Linked DNA regions of Mus musculus: region 2 is linked to region 1. The links are chromatin contacts, called in public HiChIP or PLAC-seq maps. All regions are on one chromosome and are shown on one strand. The core of a region is the stretch at or near the end of the contact, and the rest is flanking DNA. Distances in the headings are between cores, read along the strand shown. Region 1 holds the start of Arhgap18 (Rho GTPase activating protein 18). Region 2 overlaps Lama2 (laminin, alpha 2).

Region 1 (5,072 bases), core at 828-3,327:
ATATGTAATCCAAGTGAACCCTTTTCTCACCTTGTTGCTTTTGATCTTGATGTTTCACAAGTAAGACAGTGGATATATTATGTAGTTGTTGTCTATTTTTGTTTGTTTTGAGACAGGGTCTCTGTGTGGCCCAGACTGGTCTTGAACTTGGATGCACCTGCCTTTGCCTCCCAGTGCTGGGATTAAAGGTATGTATCACCATACCCAGCTGACAATGGGTATTTTAAATATGAATGACGTTATCTCTCAGTCTTAAATAATGAAAAATATAAACCAGATATGTGTAGAATGGCAAAATCAGAAGCATCGAGGAGTTTTATCTCGGTTAACCAAGAGTGACCACAAAGGTAAGCAAGAATTTCAGTTAGTGACTGGGGATTCAGACCCTTTGGTTGCTTCCTTGCCTGGGTTCAGTCTCCCCACCCACTCCCATACAGACTGACAGTCACAGTTGCAATTGGCAGGACTACTGGCATATACTTGTCCAGAGAATCCCCAAATTTAATGTTCTCAACTGGGTAGCAAGTTCAAGGCTAAAGTCAGGGCTAGAAAGATGGCTCAGTAGTTAAAAGCATATGCTATTTTTCCAGATGACCTGAATTTGGTTCCTAGCACTATGATGGGCAGCTTTCAACTTCTTTATAACTCCATCTCTGAGGAATCAGACAGTCTCCCCTAGCCTCTGGGGCACCAGAACATTTGTAGCAAACACTTGGAGGGACACACAAACATGCAAATCAGTAACCAGCCCAACAACAACAGCAGCAGCAGCAGCAGCAGCAGCAGCAGCAAGGTATGGTTCTAAGAATAGCACTTGGGGACAGAAATAGGAAAATCTATGGTTTGAGACCAGCCTGGTCTACACAGAAAGTTCCAGGCCAGCCAGGGCTATTTCATCTAAATGTGTGTTGTGTGTGTGTCTCTGTGTGTGTGTGTGTGTAAAATAATAAAATATATATCAAGCAAAATGTTTCAATTGAGATTGTCACATATATCAAAGAGCAAGAATTTTTGTTTTTAATTTTTAGGACTAGGAAACCCAGAAAATGATTTTTTAAAACTGATGTTTGAACTTGCTTTTTTCAGTTGACTAAACAAGGCGGTATCTAGGTGGGCATCTCCTGGCACTTACTATCTTATTTTGGTCAAGATATTTCACCTGTCCACTGGCTATACTCTTTCTAATAATATTCTCTCTCTCTCTCTCTCTCTCTCTCTCTCTCTCTCTCTCTCTCTGTGTGTGTGTGTGTGTGTGTGTGTGTGTGTGTGTGTGTGTGTATCTGTGTCTGGCACAAGCTGGAGTATTCTTGGGCATACCCCCAACCCCACCACTGGAAAGTAATAGGTTCTCAGCAAATGTTGGAACTTCTTATTTTGACTATTAACTTTTTTTTTTTTTTTTTGGTTTTTCGAGACAGGGTTTCTCTGTATAGCCCTGGCTGTCCTAAAACTCTGTAGACCAGGCTGGCCTCGAACTCAAAAATCTGCCTGCCTCTGCTGGGATTAAAGGCCTGCGCTACCAAGCCCAGCTGACTGTTAACTTTTAACAGGCATTAGGTAGACAGTTTAAAGTTTATTTTTCCCAAATAGTGTTTGATTAAAAAAAAAAAAAAAAAAAAAAAAAAAAAAAAAAAAAAAAAAAGGTGTGCTTGATATTGCAGGGCACACAATAACACAGTATATTTTGTAGCGGAAAGCAAAGCCTTTCTGGTGGGCCAGATGGCATTGTGACCTTTGATTGGGCTTCTTGGTTTGGCTGTGGTGAATGTCGAATGCCTGAAGGGGTTAAGGAATGCCTTCCTTGAGTGATGCGAAGCAGCAGAAATAATCAGGTAGTAGTAACACATGGGGAAGGGAAAAGACTCTGTCCTAACCACGGTTTCCTCAGGCCCCCTTAACAACTGCTGCTGCTGCAGCGGCGGCTGCTGCAGCCTGGGATTGCCGGGTTTAAACAAAGCTGTGAGTCACACACAGCCTGTAACTGCAGGGCCAGGAAGCTCTGCGGGAGAGGCCACGCCTCTCTCCCTGTGAATCGCTGGCCCGGACAGGGGAGGGGCTGGCCCTTGCTAATGAGCAAGTTGGTCAGGCGAGACAGGAACTTCATTCCCCTCTGTGTCAGAATCCCAGAAATTATGCCCCTTCTCTCACCATGAACTGGCTATCGAGTTCCTCGGGAGTTGTGCTAACTGCTTACCACCCCAGCGGCAAGGACCAGGTCGCTGGGGACAGCCATGTAAAGGGAGGCGACGAAGCCACCTCCAGGTAAGGAGGAAAAACAAAAACCCTCTACCTGCCCAAGGAACAAAGTGACAGGGAAGTTGTCAAGAGCGGAGAGAATCACCTCTGTACTTGAAGCCTGACCTGACGCTGCAACATAGGCGGTTGGCTAGTTCTTTGCATCTCATTTACTCGAGTGCAAGAGCCCTTCTGGTTACCAGTGGAGGATGGGGGGAGTCGGGGGCGGGGGTGTGTGGGAGGTGACTCTGTGGCGCTCCGACCAGTTGCTTAGCAGGTGCATGTGCAAATACTGACTGATCAAATGACTGTATCGGAAACACTCTCTGGGAGATGGAATTCTTGAATGGGCTCAAAACGCCGCTGGAACTGTTAGCTGGGAAAGTCTGCCAAATAGCAGGGAGGCTGGTCACTCTTCTTGCTGTTTTGAGAGTGGCACCCTCCTCCTCTCTCTGAAAGCAGACCGCTTGGGCAAAATGCCCAAGTCAGTGGCCTGTGGCTGTGCTGTTCGCATTCTTCAGTGTGTGTAGATTACTCGCACAGCCAAACACACCCCTCCCTGCACTCTTGGGATTTCAAAGGGGAGTTTTTGTCAGCAGGCAGTAAGTACTCTGTTGGTAGAAGGAGCGTGGTTAATGTAAAATCACTTTATAGGCAGATAGGGCAAACGTTCTATAGACCATTGAGTCGCAGAGTCCTCTCTGCCTCTCTGTGTACTTTGTTCTGTTTTTCAAGGTTGGTTTTTCCCCTGCCTCTTCCTTTCTCGCCTTAATGACCTTCTCCCTAGCTGAAACCAGTAATCTCCAGTCTTAGATAGAAATTGCAAACATTGGCCTGGAAGATTGAAAAAAAAAAGTTATCAGTAAGTCCAATTCCATCTTGATATTAAAGGTGATAATGAACACTTTATTGTTCCTGGGTACTTCACGCCTGTGCCTTCCAAAGAAAAGAATGCCTTCTTTCATTGGTTTCCCAAATCCTTAACCGCGTGGGGCGTGTGAAAAATCAAAGGAAAGGTTAGACCTTGCCTGGGGAACTTTGCTTCTTACTTGTTGCCCTCTGTATGGAGGCCATTGGATAAACTCATTTCCAAAGTTCAAAGGGAGTGGTTGCTTTGGGGCTACACATGTAACCATTTTGTTTCCTTTGAGATTTATCAAGCGTTTCCATGCATGCTTCTGCAGGACAGTAAAATATTCATCTTTTAGCAGCAAGCAGCCAGCAACAGCAAACCAACAGTAAGCAGCCCTAGCTTGTCTTCCTTCTGACAGTTAAAATAGCCCAAACTGTGAGCTCCCAAGTTCTTCATTTGTCACTGGCTTCAGGCTGGGTGGGCTTGAGGACTGAGCTGAGTCTTGGGTCTCCGTTGTGAGAGTGAATTAAAAGCGCTGGGACTTTGGGTCCCAACCTTCATCCCACTGTTCAGACTCAAACTCCAGAAATCCCGCTCAGGTGTAGCAAAGTCTCTTAGGGGAAGCTTGTGCATGAAACTGTAGCCATTCTTTCCCATCCATCTTTGCAAGTTTGTAGTTTGTTGTGGGAGGTTTAGACTTGAGCAGGTGGAACAAATGTGTGTATTGTGTTGTTTCCAGCTATTGCAGAAGCAGAGCCAAGGTGGGCAGAGAAAACAGGGTGAGCAGTAGGCCTTGGATATGTGTCAGGACACATCTCTAGATGGGCTGTAAAAGACCTTTCAGCTAGCCGCCAAAATGCTCACCAACCATTTTCTGGGACTGCCTTTTCATGAGGGATAGGTAGTGATGCTGGGGTGTGGGGAGAAGGTCAAAGACTGGTTTGAGGCAGGAGGGGAGGGGGAAGCAGTCTTCATTAATTTTTACCCTGAAGCTTAGTAACATATCAGCTAGCACAGTGTAACTTTGGGAGGTTCCTTGTTTAGCCTGGAAGAGGTTAAGATACTGGAGTTGGCATGAAGTAAGGCTTCCTGGAGTGAGGGGGGATTTGAGCAGTGGAACAGATAGGGCTAGTAGTGACCTCCTAAGGATGGCCATAATGGATGGGGCTATGTGTGGATTGGCTGGCTGGTAGTTTAAGCATTACGAAGTTGCTCCAAGATTTCAGTGATTGTTGATGCCTATTTTGTAAACAAAACTGAAGTGAAACTCATATAAAGAGGCTAATTAGATCCTGCATGTCCTCATATCTATTTAAAAGTAGCGGGAGGTAGCTCAAAATTCTGACCTTGTTTATCAAAGAATTTCATTTATTCTAAATTATATGTGTATATAATATATAACATGTATATACATATATATGTTATGTGCATATACTCATATTTTATATATAACAGCAAAATATAAAGGGTTATATTTATGATTTCAGATGTTTATAGAAAATGTTTTGATTTTTAACTTTCTCTTGCCAAATCATCCTTTCAGGATGATGAGAAGTTAATACTTTGGTGAGCAGTCTGATATCATAGAACTTCTTATATTACATTACCTCGATTAGAATTCACTCCCGGATCCCAGATTGAAGAATTCCTCTCACTCCTGTTTGAAGCCTCCCAGTTGGAGAATCCTGATTTATGTTTTCTTTTTGCAGTGTTTTTTCCTTAAACTACAGGGACTTGAAAGAAGATGTTAACATTAGTTTTCTGGCTGACTGTATACAAATGATTCCAAAGGAAACCACTTTTTATGGACAGCTATATTTATAAGACTTTATTTACTTACTTGTGTATTTAGGCAGGCATCTCAGTATTTGCTTTAGGAAAAACAATTTTTCAAAAAAAAGAAAAAAACTATATCACTGTTCTTTTGACTTTAGCATCATCTTAAGGGGAAAACTATTTTTTATTTTCTTTTAATATTAATTTC
Region 2 (5,265 bases), core at 1,939-4,438, 220 kb after region 1:
CTCCCCAAATCATAACTGAAGTACGGGAAGCCATTCCTCAGCTGAACAGTAGCAAAATCAGCATGATTGATCCGAGCCATGTAGAAGAGCAAGCCTGATTCAGCTTCAGTTCGTACCTCCAGCTCAATGGTGAGGCTGCAAAATACAAATGTGGAAAGAAAATGGAAGACCAAGAGTCTCGTTAGGCTAAAACAAAATGGTTTCTACAAGGATATATAAGGAGGATAGAAAATCTGAAGCAGAGGGGATGTCTAGAGTTACGAATCTTCTATACTTGAGTTCAAGGCAGGCAGAATTCTTTTTTTTTTTTTTTTACTTTACTCAGAGAATTAAAAAACAAATCTCTAACACTAGGAATTTTACACATAATTGATGAGACTTGATTAAATGTGAATATTCAGCAGCTCTTGTGCCGTGTTGCAGAATAATACATACCGATTTTTAACTTTGGTGTCATCAAAAGCAATTGCAATGTGGCTGTTTCTGGAAAGCCCAAACTGCTTGCTCCCTGTCAGAAGAGCTGGTTCTGATTCTGCAACACAAGGGCCCTGAGAAATACCAAGGACAGGAGATGAGATCATGGCCAGATACACGGACAATGTTGCTGTTGGAGTGTATTTAATGTATTCCCTTCCTGACCTTGAACAATGCAGAATTCCCTAACACTAAAACCCACCTCTTATTTATTTCTGTAATATTCAGGACAGGTACTTATGAAATGCTCAGTGAATTCAAACTAGTTTTCCTTAGTAATGCCTTGGGATTGCTAAAGGAATGTGTTAAAAAATGTATGGATACATTTATATTTTCCTTACTCTCTAGGGAAAACATTGCTTATATTTCTGGGGAAGCTGCAATTCCTTTTCCACATTTATTTCACCAATGAGGGGTTTTCTTTTTAGAAGATGGACCAGGGAGAACTATGGGCTAGCTACTTGGATTATAAGAATAGAAAAATGTGTTCCCCCTCATCTCCCCATTTCCATTTCCCACTATAGTATTTTTCCTTGGAAATTATCAGCCCACTAGAAGGTTGCTGTAAATTCAGAATTTCAAGATGGCAACCTGCAAGTCAGCCCACTCAGGGCCTTAGCTAGTTGCTAGGCAACCTGCACGTGTGGGCTTTTTTTTTTTTTTTTTTTTTTTTTTTTTAATGCAACCCACCATACACCATTTCCCCTGCTGCTGTTCAAAGATCAGCTTCCTAGGGTGCTTGAGCGAGACAGCTAGGTACACAGATGTGCAGTCACTTGCTCTAATGCTATGCTGTCACCACCTGGAAATTCATAATAATGTTTGATGAAGTGGCCCTGCATTTTCCCTTTGCACATGGCCTCACCAATCACATAACCAGTCCTGGCGACTTGGATTATAATGCATGGCTCAGGAAATAAGGTTTTTCAAATGACAAAGCCGCAAGCCTTCTCCACACTCTCTGTTTTCACAGGCTAGCTTGATGTACAGGTGGCTGATGAAGTTGTTTAGAGCCTGGGGTGTGTGAGAATTCATAACAATAACATGCACCCTTGCACGAACTCATCAGCTTTTCAGATCTGAGTTTAATGGCTTCGGGAGGGAGGCAGACCCAGCCAGTGCTGACTAGGTAGGTCCTCTCAAACAGCCTAGGGCAAGCTTTTGTGAGGAGTGTTCTCCAACAGAGTACCTCAGACATGACTTATCAGCACTCGGGACATCTTTATGTGAGAAAAAGCCTCATTCTCTCTTCTCTTGAGCTTGGTCAAAAGCGACCTATATTATGCCACAGCAGGCAAAAGGGCTTAAAAGTGTTTCAGGAAAGCTATAAAATTGGTCTTTATGGAGGTAGTTACTTTTTTGCCTCCCAGGAGATGGTCATTTATAAAAAGAAGACTGGCTGAAATTCATACATCTATGTAAAAGCCCAGTGGGCAGGGCAGGATAATCTATTCACAACACACAGCAATGCCTTTGCTATTACATGGCCAACAAAAGAAGCTCAAATGGTGACTTAATGTCCTGGCCCGAAAAGGCTATTAATAGAGCAAGAATCATTCTTGCAAATACTGTAGTATGCAGCCTTCCTTAGAATTCTCCAAGAGGATTCCATATGTTGTGAGTTCTTGTGGACAGAATTTCACCAAAACATCTCTAAATGTTTACCTCTGAAAACAGACACTAATAACATCAATGGATGCCATGGACTTACGGAACAATAATGTGCAGGCTGAAGAAATCTACCTGTGGGTAATGTTGCTGTTAGTGCTGCCACAGTCACTTGGTCATTCACCAAATAATATGCTAAGATAATATGCTAATATAAGCCATATTTTAATATGGCTACTAGAATGGACAGATGGCAGTTGTGAATAACGGGCGTTTTATTGGCGCTGTATTGTGGAATGTCATGTGACATTCCACAATACAGCGCCAACATGACTGTTGGTAAGCTGGAGAGTTATTGAACAGAGCCACAGCTGAGCAGCAGTCCCCCACACCTTGAACATATTATCAGATTTTCTAGACAGTCATTTCATAAACACATTCAGTTGGAGGAGAGAGGATTTAGCATAGGTCCTTCGACTCCTATGTCATTATATAGCATACTCATATACACAAGAGGAACATGGTGTAAGGGATACGCGTCACTTCTAGGCCCAAGGACATGCTTTTCCTATGTTTTGGAAACAATAATCTCTGAAAAATGCTAAAACAGCAATAACAGCAGCAATAATAGTAATTAAAAAAAAAAAACACCCAGCCTCAATCAATCTCAACATGTTACACTTCCGCCATCTGGTGGTGATGCTTCATAATACATGTAGCACACAGGGGAAAGGGGATAAAGGACAGGATGGCTTGTTTCTGCTTTGCAGGTGACAATTCTGAGGCACACAGGGATATGGGGAGCCTACTAGAGTAGTGTATTTGTCACTGAAGTAGCTGGAAAGGAAGCCATGCTCCTTGCAGTCACAGTCACAAGGAGAGGGGTCAGTTGTCCTAGCAAACCTTCCCACTCTGTTAAAAGTTCAGGTCAGTGGTCATTTCTAATTCCGGTGCAGTGCTGACACTTGTAAATTCATTAACAAATTCAAAGCAATGTATGATTTCTTGGTAAGTGGACTTTGAGTTTAGATAGCTGTAGAGCAGAGATTCCAACGGCATTTATCAAAACGAGCAGCAAGTGATGAGTCATGCTAAAAATTGTGTAATTTCCTTCCTTCATGAGTCAATGATCCCGTTAATAAGTGTGGGCTAAAGTCCCATCTGATGCTTTCCTTCGGTGATCTTTGTGGGTGAATACTAAATAGGTACTTTTTCAGCACTGACTTTGATGTCCTGATGCATACAATGCCTGCTGCTGTTCACTGAATCATGTGAACTCCTTGGATGTGAGCTCCTTGGTGGAACTGGTCATTTACAGGGATTTGTCATAAGACGGCCCCACCTGGGGTGTGGAGAATATGTTTTCCCTTTCAATACATGTCAGTGCCCAAGGCTGACTTATCCTATGGCTTCGACTATCTATAGCTTTTAGCATACTGGCACTCCCGTTGCTGCAGGAACCATTCTCTCTTGCTTTGCTTTTTTTTTTTCTTCTCAGCTCACATCTCTTCAATTTTCTAAGAACCTTATCTGAACTCTTCATTTCTACCAGAATCTGAAAGTGCCACATTCAACTTTCCAGCAAGATTCACATAAAAGAAATGCAACCAACTTGTCGTATGCCAATCCCTGTGGACTGTGCTTATCAAAAAAAGGCTTGGAGTCAATGCTGCAGCCACTCATCCCATGTGAACATATTGATGCATTTCTGCATTGATAAGCCCAGATGCTTATCAACTCCATCCCCATCATTGTAGATGAGTAATATCCACAAACATAATAAGCAGGGATGTCTTTCTCCCCAGATAGTAATGGGCTAAATAATCAGGGAGATAGTACAAGGGACTACTAGACTCCAGTTCTGTGAGATAAGATAACATGGAGAAAATACAGTCTAATCTAGGATGGTAGACCACATATAACCACAGAATTGACATATCCATTTCACAGGCCTTTTCCCAGGATACTCTTCAATTAGCCTGAAGCATAGTGAATGCTTTCTTTACATTATAAGCTGCTGGCAAAGTTAGGGGTGAAGAGTGTGAGGAAGGAACAAGTGGGCAAGAAAGACAACTCCTGTCAGTCAGGAAATATGGGGCTTGTAGGTAGAAGTTACCATCACCAAGATGAACCTGTGATGATTTTAAAAATTCCAACTTGAAATGTTGAAAACAAGATCTAAGAAGCATTTCATGCCTGAGTTTGAAATTGCTTACAAAGAGAACACATTTCAGTATCTGCCCCCTCCCCCGCCCCCAGTACTTATGTTTACCCTGAAAGTGTGAAAGTCTCCATCACCTAGTTCTCACAAAAGGAGATAGCATGATGGTTGTCACCACAGGCTAGACATGCTTCTAGCTGTTTTATGGACAGTATGTAATTCCTCACCTAATGATCATCAAAGCTAGTTGGATCACTTCAGGAGCAGGATATCACCTACATAGCTCATCTATCAATGGCAGGTGGTCTCTTCCTCCTTCTCTGTTCCTTCCTAGTTTGCCATGAAGATATAAATCTTACATATATTCCGCACTCAATGATTATATTTTATAAAATAAAATACTAAGGTAACTTTTTGTCTTAACTTTTATTCACATTTAGAAAGAAGGCTCCTTTTTTCCCCCAAAGAGAAAACGTAAATCAAATTAAATTGGATAATATGTATCATTATGAAATAGGAGCTGAATCTTTAAAATTCTGCTTGGTATGGTAGCACAGGCCTTGAACTTCAACACTTGAGAGGCAGAGGCTAGTGAATCTCCTATGAGTCTCAGACCAGTGTGGTCTACACAGTAAGACTCTGTCTTAAACAATTTCATGAAGTTGGAAAGTTCTAAAACTATGATTCTGACCCTACAGTCTTCAATTAATTCAATGTGGGGGGGGCAATTCAGGTGTGGCTTGGTGCTCTATTATTTGTGAGTATAATCCAAGACCGTTTTGTAATTTCTCTTATGGGGTCACTTATGTGCTGGAGAGATGGATTAGAACAACATTATTCTTCTTGCAGAGGACCCTGTGTTCAATTTCCAGCATCCATATGATGACTCACAACTGTCCTTACCTCCAGTTCTAACGGATCTAGTACATTTTTTTGAATGCTGCGTGTGTCATGTGGTGCTCATACATACATACATGCAAGCAAATATTCATAGACATTAAACCATAAGCAAAGAGGAGCTA

The links. HiChIP or PLAC-seq counts read pairs in DNA pulled down with a chosen protein or histone mark.
Region 2: a FOXA1 HiChIP or PLAC-seq map of pancreatic cancer cells shows a contact between it and region 1. The contact joins the enhancer-like site here to the promoter of Arhgap18 in region 1. A contact is called at or near these places in 5 of 39 promoter capture datasets (the 3T3-L1 cell line, the C10 cell line, embryonic stem cells and 1 more), 6 of 484 Hi-C or Micro-C datasets (the Patski cell line, cortical neurons, embryonic fibroblasts and 3 more), 1 of 115 datasets of contacts at active chromatin or transcription factors (pancreatic cancer cells) and 1 of 9 other capture datasets (liver).

Annotation. Positions count from the first base shown.
Region 1 is chr10:26,770,435-26,775,506 of GRCm38.p6, forward strand. Arhgap18 (Rho GTPase activating protein 18) reads left to right here and starts at 2,078. Exons shown (of 15, transcript NM_176837.2): 1 at 2,078-2,262. The coding sequence starts at 2,150.
Region 2 is chr10:26,992,968-26,998,232 of GRCm38.p6, forward strand. Lama2 (laminin, alpha 2) reads right to left here. Exons shown (of 65, transcript NM_008481.2): 59 at 436-548; 60 at 1-135. Among named protein-coding and RNA genes, the nearest start is that of Gm40618, 13 kb to the left of the region's middle. Within about 2 kb of position 3,189, at least 78 of the 459 cell types and tissues checked have an H3K27ac peak or open chromatin away from gene starts, as enhancers often do. A contact at or near this core is called in embryonic fibroblasts and pancreatic cancer cells, where this site is marked.